Linked DNA regions of Hordeum vulgare: region 2 is linked to region 1. Evidence: chromatin contacts called from public Hi-C data. All regions are on one chromosome and are shown on one strand. The core of a region is the stretch at or near the end of the contact, and the rest is flanking DNA. Distances in the headings are between cores, read along the strand shown. Region 1 has its middle 7.9 kb from the start of LOC123412142. Region 2 has its middle 85 kb from the start of LOC123411793.

Evidence for each region. Hi-C and Micro-C count contacts between places; a contact is called where the count stands out from the background.
Region 2: a contact with region 1 is called in a Hi-C map of leaf, with 7 times the contacts expected there. The contact joins two enhancer-like sites. A contact is called at or near these places in 4 of 6 Hi-C or Micro-C datasets (leaf and seedling) and 1 of 1 datasets of contacts at active chromatin or transcription factors (embryo).

Annotation. Positions count from the first base shown.
Region 1 is chr7H:512,364,009-512,370,004 of MorexV3_pseudomolecules_assembly, reverse strand. No RefSeq gene overlaps it. Among protein-coding and RNA genes, the nearest start is that of LOC123412142, 7.9 kb to the left of the region's middle. Within about 2 kb of position 4,609, at least 2 of the 3 cell types and tissues checked have open chromatin away from gene starts, as enhancers often do. A contact at or near this core is called in leaf, where this site is marked.
Region 2 is chr7H:513,098,788-513,104,196 of MorexV3_pseudomolecules_assembly, reverse strand. No RefSeq gene overlaps it. Among protein-coding and RNA genes, the nearest start is that of LOC123411793, 85 kb to the left of the region's middle. Within about 2 kb of position 2,051, at least 2 of the 3 cell types and tissues checked have open chromatin away from gene starts, as enhancers often do. A contact at or near this core is called in leaf, where this site is marked.

The DNA of each region.
Region 1 (5,996 bases), core at 3,360-5,859:
GATCTGATCCCACATTCTCTACCCCATGGGTGAAATAAGATAACAGTCCATTGATCAATTCACGTAGCCTCTTTGTTTTGCTTTGCTTGTCCCGCTCAATTTCTCATCATGGTGGAATTAATAATGGACGGGTTGATTTCTCAACAAAATAGGATAGGACTGACTACATTAGTTAGTTAGCTTATCCAATCAAATCGTATCACCCCGATTTTTTACACTGGATTTTATCAATTTAGAAGGAAAAGAAGGAACGTCCACTCATGCTAATGGGCTCCGACTAAATCACAAAATAACGTTGTAAAAAGAAAGGAAAATGTTACCTTCCAACCGGCTGATCGTGTTCTCGGGTCCACCGCTTTCTTTGTTTGCCACGTGGCCAGACGGACGAGCCGTGACCGTTTTTCCTGAAACAATTTCATTGTTTCACGACGTTGTTCCTGCAGCTTGCGTGACAATGACGACGACTTCCACCAGAGCAAGCCAAGAGCTCGCCGGCCGCCCCGCTGGCAAGAGCCCGCCGGCCGCCCCCCGCCAAGAGCTCACCGGCCGCCCCGCCGCCAAGAGCTCGCCGGCCGCCCCGCCGCCTCCCGTGGTCGGATCCCGCCGCCGGGGAGCTTCCCTGCTCGTTACTGCAGCATCCCGAGGCCAACCCGCGTGCCGACTCTCCGTTGAGCATGGATCCCGGCTGGGTAGTGCTTCTGCAACGTGACTTTCGTTGCAAAAATTCCTGAAACTCGACCGTTGTTGCAAAAAATTCTTCCGTAAAAATACCTATGTTACAGAAAGACGAAAAAAAAATTGTGCAACAAGCAAATTGTTTCGAAAACTTGACCGTTGTTTTAGGAATTAACGGATCCAAAGTTTATTTCTTACAACAAAGCGAAAGTTTCCGCAACTCGAGCGTCGTTTTTGGAAATAAATACTGACCATGCGGCAGGGATGCGGGACGTTAAATCGACATCCGACGGCTAGCTAGGTGACAGATGATTTTTAAAAATCATTCGATGAACGCATAGCGTTCCCTAAAAAGAAATCCAAGATGAGAGTAGTCGTAGATTAAATGCCAGAAGAACGTGGCAAAAAGAAAGCCAAGACAAGAGCAGTCGTAGATTCAAGATAGGTTCGAACACGCAAAGAAGCAAGCTCTGGTCGAGAGAAGTGGATGAAACCATATGGGTTGGCCTATATGAGTCCTAGGTGGTACGTACACACACCACGGACAAGATGCACATCAAATCAAATCGAAGCACACGGCATGGACTATGTAATTGATAAAGCAGTGCTATATTGTGCACTGACCTAATCTCGGTATTGAGTATTCTTTTGGTGACTAATGCGAAGTTGAATTAATATTTTTCTTCTAAATCTGACGTGCACCTTTTTACTCTTGTCGGGTGGCACTATGCTGATGTCGTTGTGCTGCTGTGGTGGACTATTTCTTCGACACATTAATTTTCATTCTCGTTGCAACGCACGGAAATTTGTGTTAGTCCTATCCCTGTGAGCACATCTATATCTAATCATCGCTCGGGCTTCGGGTTGGGCCAGACCAAGCCCGACCTAAAAAACCTAGGCCCGAGCCCGGCCCGGGCTGGCTATCGGGCCTAAATTTCAGGCCCAGACCCGACCAATCATTGCTAAATCTCGTCGGGCTTCGAGCCTCGGGCTGGGCCCCTTCCCCGCAAAAACACCAAGCCAAGTCCATGGGCAAGGTCGGGCCGGACCGAGTCGGGCTTTTTCGGGCCGGGCAGGGCCGGACCGACCGGGCCGGGCTGCCCATGGCCACATATAAGCTCATCCAAAAGACTTAACCCGCATATCATTTTGAAATTTACGAACATACCATATGCGTCTCGTCATCAACGCACACTTCTCCTCCCATTGAATACACATCGCCCGAAATCCTGAAATAAATGCGAGCACAAGGACTTGAACTCTGGTGGGTTGAGAATACCACAGTTCTTCTAACCATCCAACCACAGGTTGGTTTAAAGGCGAACAAACGCGTGTTAGGCTCTCTCACATGAAATATTCAAGCACTTTGTAGTGTGTAGTTCCTTAAGTTATGCATATGATACAAGTCAGCTGAGATACAAGTGTGTGGTACTACATTCGTAATGCAAATGAAATGTTGTCATAGTATACGGCCCCATCGATCATTGGCAGTCTAAGGCCTTCCTCGTCGAGCTCTGTGGGAGGCGACTTCAACATTCTTCGCTCGACCGAGGACAAAAAACAATAATCTAGTCAACTACCTTCGGATGATGTTGTTCAACTACTGCATTGTAATCTCGGCCTTAGGGAATTAGATACTCCCTCCGTACCTAAATATAAGTCTTTTAAGATATTTTACTAGATGTCTACATACGGAGCAAAATGAATGTATCTATATTCTAAAATATGTCTATATACATCCGTATGTAGTCCATTAGTTGAACCTCTAGAAAGACTTATATTTAGGAACGGAGGGAGTAGGACCAATCGGCAAGCTGACCCGGCCCGGTTTGTGCTAGACTGCATGTTCGTGTCCGCTTCGTTGTCCCCTCGCCTCGCTTAGTTCCATAACCAGGATCGGGTCTAACCACATACCTCTGCTCCTCTCTTCACAGAACGGCCGCCCACCTCACCCTCGCTTGGCTTCGCTAACAAGGGGGTGTTTGGTTGGGCTTTCAGCCAGCTTCCGGCTTCCGGCTTTGAAGCCAAAAGCTCCTATTTAGGGGCTTTCAGCTGCAGTTGTGGCTTTCGGCTGCGGCTGTGACAAGGCCGAAAGCCACACCTGCAACCGGAAGCCCCTAAATAGGAGCTTTTGGCTTAGAAGCCGGTAGACGGAAGCTGGCTGGAAGCCCAACCAAACACCCTCCAAAGCATCCTTCATAACACCCCGGTTGGTCCGTCTATATGGGTTTGGTTGTTTCTTCTATTTCCTTTATTTATTTATTTATTTTTTTGCTCTCTTTTAGCATTATACAAAAATTCAACATATATTATGAAATAGTTGACCGTATATTAAGAAAATGTTTACTGTATATGGAAAATAGTTCAGTGTGCATTATAAAAATGTTCATCGTATACTAAGAAATTAATGTTTTTCACAAAAATGATACGTTTTCTGAAAATGTTTGTCATACACTAAGAAATTGATCAACATACTTTAAAAATAGTTCAATGCATATGTTCAAAATATTTAGTGTCTACTAAGAAATTGCTTAGGGTATATAACAAAAAGTTGAATGGGAATTTTGAAAAATTTCAACATATATTACAAAAGATTAATTGTATTTAATTTTTTTTACCATTTATTAAAACATGTTGAATGTGTATTTTGGTAAAATTTCATCCTATATTATGAATATATTTGTTGTACAGAAAACTATAAAAAAATATGTCAAATAAGGACAAAACAGGGAGAGCAAAAGTAAAAAAAATCAACAAAAACTGGTTTGCAATAGTAAAAAGCGGCTGCTACGGATCAACGGACTAGTTTCCTAGGAAATTAGTCGGGTGCCAGCCATTAGACCAAAATGACGTATGAGAGATAGAGAAGAGCTGGGGATGGAGAGGAGCGCTCTAGGAAGACGAGATTCTTCGTCTAAGAGATAAGGTGAAGGACTCGTGGGATGTGGGCCTGTGGGACACATGGCGTCTTGTGGAGGAGGTTTACGAGAAAGGGAGATCGGCCGGTTGATTGTAAACATTTTCCTTGCTCAACTACATGATGCAATTTTTTTCACATAGGAGGAGTTCCCAACCTGCAAGAAACATTTCACATTTGATCCTTAATGGGGGCACGTCGCGAAGGTCACTCACACCTTCTCAGGTGGTGATAACTGGCGCACTACATGCGCCTCACATATCGCAACCTCAGAGTTACCCTCTTTCGTAGCTTCGCTAATTCGAAACATTTGATCTCTTGAACCAACGTTCAAATCACAAACGATTTTTACCATAGGATTTCCCACGACAAGATTTTTAAAACTAGATCACATATTAATATTTTTTATAAACTTTTTTGTGATAAGGGGAAAAAACCAAGAATCAAAAAACATAAACAACAAAGGAAACCAAGAAATCCAAAAGAAAAAAAAACTGGATAGGAAACTGAACTGGAAAAAAAAACAAAAGCCAAAGTCCAATAGTACATTTTTTTTCTTTTTCAACATTTCCGGAATGCACAATTGTGCTTCTTGCACAAGCACACGTTGTGCTTTCCCTTTTTTAGGAAGCATATATTATGCTCTTCTCTTATCGGAAAGCACATGTTGTTTTTCTCTTTTTTTGGAAGTGTAGTCGTTTTTTCTCTTTTCGGGAAGCACGGTTGTGCTTCTCGCATAAGCACAATTGTGCTTGTTCTTTTTTTTTGAAAGCAAAAGTTATGCTTCACACAATTGTTTTTTAGAGGAAAAACAAAAAATATCGAAGAAAAAAATAAAAAGACCCCAAAACAACAACAAAAAATTTCATGCAGAAAATATAAAAAAATATCCTCGTGTACGTGCCCAACGCGTAACACGTGACACTGACCAAGCGCACCAAGTGGCATTACTCCCAGCCCACCTCAAATGCACCTGGGTTGAGACCTCTTAATTTCAGCCTGGAAGCTGGAAATAATGGATGCACCCACGAGGCGCGAGCGCAATGGGCCGGCCCATAGCATTCACCCTAGCGGTAAGGCACATTGTAGTAGCTGATTCATAGTAGTGAACCATTATTAATATGAAAAATGTTTACAATCAACCGGTTGATCTCCCTTTCTTGTAAACCTCCTCCATAGCTCGCCACGTGCCCCACAGGCCCACATGCCCACGCGTCCTCCACCTTATCTCTTAGACGAAGAATCCCGTCTTCCCCCAGAGCGCTCCTCTCCATCCCTAGCTCTTCTATGTCTCTCATACGTCGTCTCCATCAGAGGCTCATCTTCATCCATCTCTTCCTCCAACAAAGCGCCGTGGCCATGTCGCCCGCGCCAACAACCTTCCTTCTCACCTTCTCTACCATCTTCAAGAGTATGTCGCCACCTCCCCAAATCTGAGCGCCCTGAATGCAAATCCTGGCACCAGAGTGAGAGACCCACCGTGGGGCACCGCTGCTACAATGAAGCTTTATCGGGGGTAGATGCATCATCGGGCCGCCAGTAGATGCTTCAATGGAGCATCGTCGGTGTTGCCATGGATTGTCACCGGTGTTGCTACGGAGCTTCATCGATGGCGCCAAGAGGTGCGATGCAGTGCCCCGAGCTGCTATGAAGCTTCATCGGTGGCTGCAATGGAGCTTCACCGGTGGTTGCTATGGAGCTTCACTGGCGGCGCCAAGATCTGCGATGCAGTACCCCGAGCTGCAATGAAGCTTCACTCGCGCTCCAATGGAGCTTCAACGATGACGCCCGGAGTTTTGATGCAACGGGTGGTGCTACAATAGAGCTTCACATGTGGTAGGCTCCGGCGGCGGAGCGTCATTGCGGGGGTCGGGGATCCTGCTGCGAACATGGGACGATGTGTCCCCACGGCAAGCGGTCGTTGCTCGCCTTGACCCGATCCTTGAAAATCAGTCAGTTGATCCATAGCAGCAAACACACAAGTGGGGTAGCTGATTGGGCAAAGTCGTAGGAAAGCATTATAGCAAGTCACTTCTAGAGTAGCAAAAAGGAATATATTGTATTGGTCGGTCTCTCCTCGATCTTTTGTTCACACATCATTTAAAATTTGGAACATTTTGAAAATTGTGAAAAACTTCTAAATTTTCGATATGTTTTATAAAACAAGATTGTTTTTGAAAAAATAGAAGAAATTGGACAACAATAACGTTTTCTACAATTGACAACATTTTTTGAGAAAAAAAGGAGAACTTTAAAACCATGAACATAAAAAAGACATACAACTTTTGAAATTGAGAATAGTTTTTGAATAGGTGAACATTTTTTGAATAAACAAAAATACTATTGAAAATAATGAACATATTTTGATCTTCTGAAGATTTATGGGAGAATAATGAAGGGTTTT
Region 2 (5,409 bases), core at 802-3,301, 740 kb before region 1:
AAAAATAACTTTATCATATTTCACATGTATTTGAAATTATATGAAAAAATGTTATCTAGAACGTCAAACATGTATTTGAAATAGGATAAACATGTGTTGAAAGTGTTTTGCATGTAACAAAAAAAATTACAATGTTCACACAAAAGTAGAAACGAAAATACAAAAAAGGACATAGACACAAAAGAAAAGTGAAGAAATTAAAAAACCAGAAAACCCCAAGAAAATAAATAAATAAAAGAAGAATATAAAGAAGAAAATAAAATCCAATAAAAATTGAGAGAACAAGGAAAACCAAAAACATTACAAAGAAAAAAATACAAGAACCAAAGAAAAAATAACAAAAGATGAAAACGAGAAAAAATAACAGAAAAACAGGAGTCAACTAGTCCAACGCAGCATCCAGACACGGGCGAGGGAAGTCAACGAGCGACCCACCTAATAGGCCGGCCCATAGTCGTCTGTCCAAAGAGATTTTGTATGGAATTAATTTTTTTAAGGGTTAAATCAAGCTTTATTCATCAAATTTCACATTATGTGGGATATAAAACAGGTCATGGAGTTCGACCAACCAAATATGTCGACCGTTATCAAGAGAATGGAAAAACTTGGCTAACCTATCGGCATCGCGGTTGAAAGCTCTGCCTTTAAAAATGGAAAACAAATTAGGAATTGATTTTTTTAGGGGTATTAGGAATTGGTACTAGCAAGAGATAGCCCTCGCGCTTACCGCCCGCTACTACTACATACATTTTGGGCCAACCCATTAACTCTGTCCGGGTTTAAGAACATTCCAAATCGTTTTTTTCTCTTTTATTTTATGTTGTTTTTTCTCGTTTCATTTTTCAGTTTCTTATTTTATTTTTTCTCTTTTTTGTTTTACATTTTCTTCTTTCCATTCTTCTTTTCTTTTGATTTTCATGTTTGTTTTTTATTTTACTTTATCTTTACTTTAATTTACTTCTTATTTCACTATATTTCTTAATTTACAAAAAATTGTGAGCATTTTTGAAATCATGTTTTTTCCGAATTCACAAACATTTTTATGAAATCATGGACATTAGTCATGTTCACAAATATTTTCCAAATTTGTGCACAAGTATTGAATTCACGGTCTTTTACAAAATCATAAACATTTTGTAAATTTTAAACATTATTTTTGAAACTTCTGTATATTTTCTGTATCAAGAATAAATTGAATTAAAGCATAATTATTGAAATATGGAAACAATTTGAAAATAGATGATTATTTTTGTCATTTTGACAATCATTTCTAAATTCATGAATATTTTTCTAATTCATGACATTTCGTGAATCGATAAATGGGTTTTTTAATTCCCGAGCATTTTTTTTTCTTTTAGTGAACATTTGCTATATTCACGCGTATTTGTTCAAATTCGCGAGCATTTTTCGAATATATTTATATTTTTCCAAAATTAGTTTCATTTTTTTATTTCTCAAAGAAAAAAAGAAAAATAGTACAGATGCAGCGACTCATATATAGACATATAACTCACCTTTATAAACGAACACATCTTACGCATATGAGCACTTCCGATAGATTGAGCTGCCACATCATCTTAAGATTGATAAGTTATCACACACACCTTTGTAGTTGACATAATCATCTTATCGCTGTGAATGTATATCGTCAGAAGATCTGAAACAAACTCAGAAAAATCGGAGCACCGCGACCAAGCCTAGAACTTGAACCCTGATGATCATCTGAGCACTTAGTTCGTGTAAATGCTTTTTAAAATCATGAAGATTTTTGGGAATCTATGAAAATTTTATGAATTCCTGAATATTTTTTTTAAAATTTGGTTTTTAAAAAAATCCCAAGTTATTTAAAAAAGAAAAGAACAAAAAAACCGAAATGGAAAAACAAGGCGCCTCACACATGGACCGGCCCAAAAGGGCGCGCCGGGCTGGGGTGCATGATGCTCGTTCGACATCACTTAGGGCGCCAAACAGGAGGTTTCCTCTTAGATGTAGAGGGAGACTTTTTCCTTGATGATGTGTACCCTTAAGTATACATTACTCGTATTCAGAACAATGACGAGTAGGGAGGTCCTATTGCTCTTTGCGTCCAGCAGCGCGCGGATGCACAGATGAATCGCGACTGGGCCGGCCCACTAACAGAAAACAAAGGATAAAATCAAAAACATTTAGATAAAAATTTCATAATATTTTCTCATATTTCTGAATATTTTTTAAATCCGAAACATTTTGATAAAACATTGTGGAACATATTTTCAAAATTAGGAACATTTTTCAAAATTCTGGAACATTTTTTCAAAGTTTGGCATATTTTTTCAGATTCCAGAACATTTCTTTAATTCCGAAACATTTTTTCAATATTATGGAACATTTTCTAAAGTTCTGGAAGTTTTTTTCAAACTAAGGAACATTTTTAAAATTCCAGAACATTTTTTCAAATCCCGAAACATTTTTTTGAAAATTCAGAACATTGTTTCAAATTCTGGAACATATTTTTGAAAATACAGAACATTTTTTCAAATTCAGGAACATTATATTTTCAAATTTCTGAACATTTTCAAATTCCAAAGCATTTTTTGAAATTCTGGAACTTTTTCGAAAATACATTTGTCTTTGAAAATCAAGAACACGTTTTGAAAATCAAAACATTTTACGAAATCCAGAACATTTTTTGAAATCCAGAAGATTTTTTGAAAAAGCAAGAACATTTTTTGAATTTGAAGAACTTTTTTTTGAAAATGAAGAACATTTTTTAAAACAGAAACAGAAAAAAACGGAAAGGAAAGAAGGAAAAAGAAAGAAAAAACCGGTTCACGGAACCTTCTATAAGTTTCCCAAAACTAGGAAAACCGGTTGAAACCTCTAGAAGATTCCAAAACCGGAACGCTCAAACAGTTATATGGGCCGCCCGTTGCGTGGTTGCTCGGTCGCTCGCCTGTGCGAAGCGTCGACTACTTGACACAACGTGCGGCAAATAGGATATTCCCAATAACGAAACAAATATGGAGGGAGAGCCTCTTTTCTTGACAACCGAGATGGAGAGAGCATGAGCCGTGGGAGGCTGCAGTAGTGCACGTTACTACATCCATACATGCTTTGCATAACGCTAAAAAATCGATGCTCTGCATGCTGCCAAAAAAAACATGTTGTGCACATTGCTTTTTTTTCTTGTGACGGAAAAGGAGTTTTATTTCAAGCTGATAGAGTTACAGTCGAGAGACAAAAAATTCTCGATACATGGTGGTCCTAGATGCATCCACACAATTGTGATACATTCTACGCGATTATAATTTGTCAAACGATCGACAATTCTATCGTGATCCGTACTTAATTTATAGGGAATAAACTCTGTGTCCTCATCAACGCCTTGCTTTGCCTAATGCTAAAAAAACTCTTCATCCCGCTGAAAAAACATGTTGTACACATCAATCCAAAAGCATACTCTCCTTTCTGTGCAGTGTGTGTTAGAGCAACTCTAACATAGTCCTTAAATTGTTTTGACCTGTAAAATAACCGTTAGTTTACATTTTTCAACGGAAAAAGTGACCGAAAAAACCGTTAAAATCATGCAACCCGTAATGAAATTGAGGGGCGTACTAAAATCACCCCCGACCCGCGAAAACACAGTCCTCCCCCCTCCCCCCCCGACCCATGAAAACACAATCCTCCCACTTCCCCTCGGCCCGTCGGTGCCCTGTATTCCACGGAAGCGGTTGGCGGGAGGGACATTTCAGCTCGCGCTCTCCCCACATCCCCACCCGCGGATGGTCGCCACCGTTGCCGCCTGCGATTCCGGACATTCCGACCAGCTGAATCGGGCCGCCCACCCCGGATTCGATGGGCCGATCCCCTGCGACATCGCCGCCACCCCGGATCGACCGCCTCCAGCCGCTAGCCGCCTCGCGGTGCCCACCCCCGATTCGCCAAAATGCCACCGTCGCCGGCACCCCGGTGAGCCCTTTTCCTCCCCCTTGAGCCCCACGGTCGCCGTAGAAATTTCGTTGATGCAAGTTATGACGCATTTTTAGATGGATTTGAGCCTGTGCGAGTAATTTTTGCTTGAGGATTAGTCCTCATCGAACGACTCGGACGTGGAATCGATGCTCGAGTGCCATCGTCGGCAAATGGTCGTGGCGGTCCTAGCCGTGAAGGAGGAGGAGGATAAAAACTGCAAAAGACGGCGAGATTCGACCGTAGACCGTCTTTGCATCCCTCACAACCGCAATCTCAAAAGTCTAATGTTGATGCAAGATTACTTCACACACAATCCAACCTATCCGTCGCACCTCTTTCAGAGAAGGTATCGAATGAGTCGGTCCCTCTTCATAAAAATTGGGCAAACCTGCGAGGCCAATTGTCGGCTTTTACTCAAAGGAGAAACGTTGCGGGCTTGTTGGGTTTTAGAGCCTATCAAAAAATCTCCGCCACTATGCGTGTGATTACATATGGTATTCCGGCTAATTATGCCAATGAGTATCTTTGGATTTGTGAAGATACTACAATTGAGTTAGTACGTAGGTTCGCCAAAGTGATGATCGGTGTCTTTGGTCCTGTCTACCTTCGTGCACCCAACGAGAAAGACACAATGAAGTTGATGGCAACGAATGAGAAGCAAGGTTCCTTGGAAGCATTTATTGTGTACGTTGGACTTGCAAAAACTACCCGAAGGCATGACATGTGAATTTTTGTGGCAAGCCTCGTAAGGCAACAATTGTGCTAGAGGATGTAGCATCAGAGGATTTATGGATTTGGAATTTTTTGGTATGCCAGGTACTCTCAATGATATCAATGTGTTGCAACGGCCTTATTTGTTTGCTACACCTGCTAGTGGTGATGCTCATGTTTGCAACTTCATGGTGAATGGGCATGAGTACATAAAGGGGTTCTATCTTGCAGATGGTATTTACCCCTCTTGGTGTACATTAGTGAAGAGTATCAAAAAGCCCCAAAGCAAAAAGCATATTGAATTTGCAAAGGTGCAAGAGGGTGCCCGAAAAGATATAGAAAGAGCCTTCGGGGTTTTGCAAACTAGATTTGCTATTGTTCGTGGCCCTGCTCGTTTTTTGGACAAGAAAACCCTGAGCAACGTCATGACAAGTTGTGTCATTCTTCACAACATGATTATCAAAGATGAGAGGAGCTTGAACTTGAAATCCTTATACCACAATGTCGGTAGCTATGTGAAGCCAGCTAGAGACCCTGACCGTATACAAGCATTTCTTCACACATACCGACAGATTGAAGATGCAAACACTCACCATCAGCTCCAAGAGGATCTCATTGAGCACCATTGGCAGAGGCATGGCCAAAGGCATTGAGCATAATTTGGCAAATTTGGCACCATTTTACATTCATTTCATTTAAATTCATGTGTGATCGGTATCATTGTTGTATTCTAAACACTTATTGTAA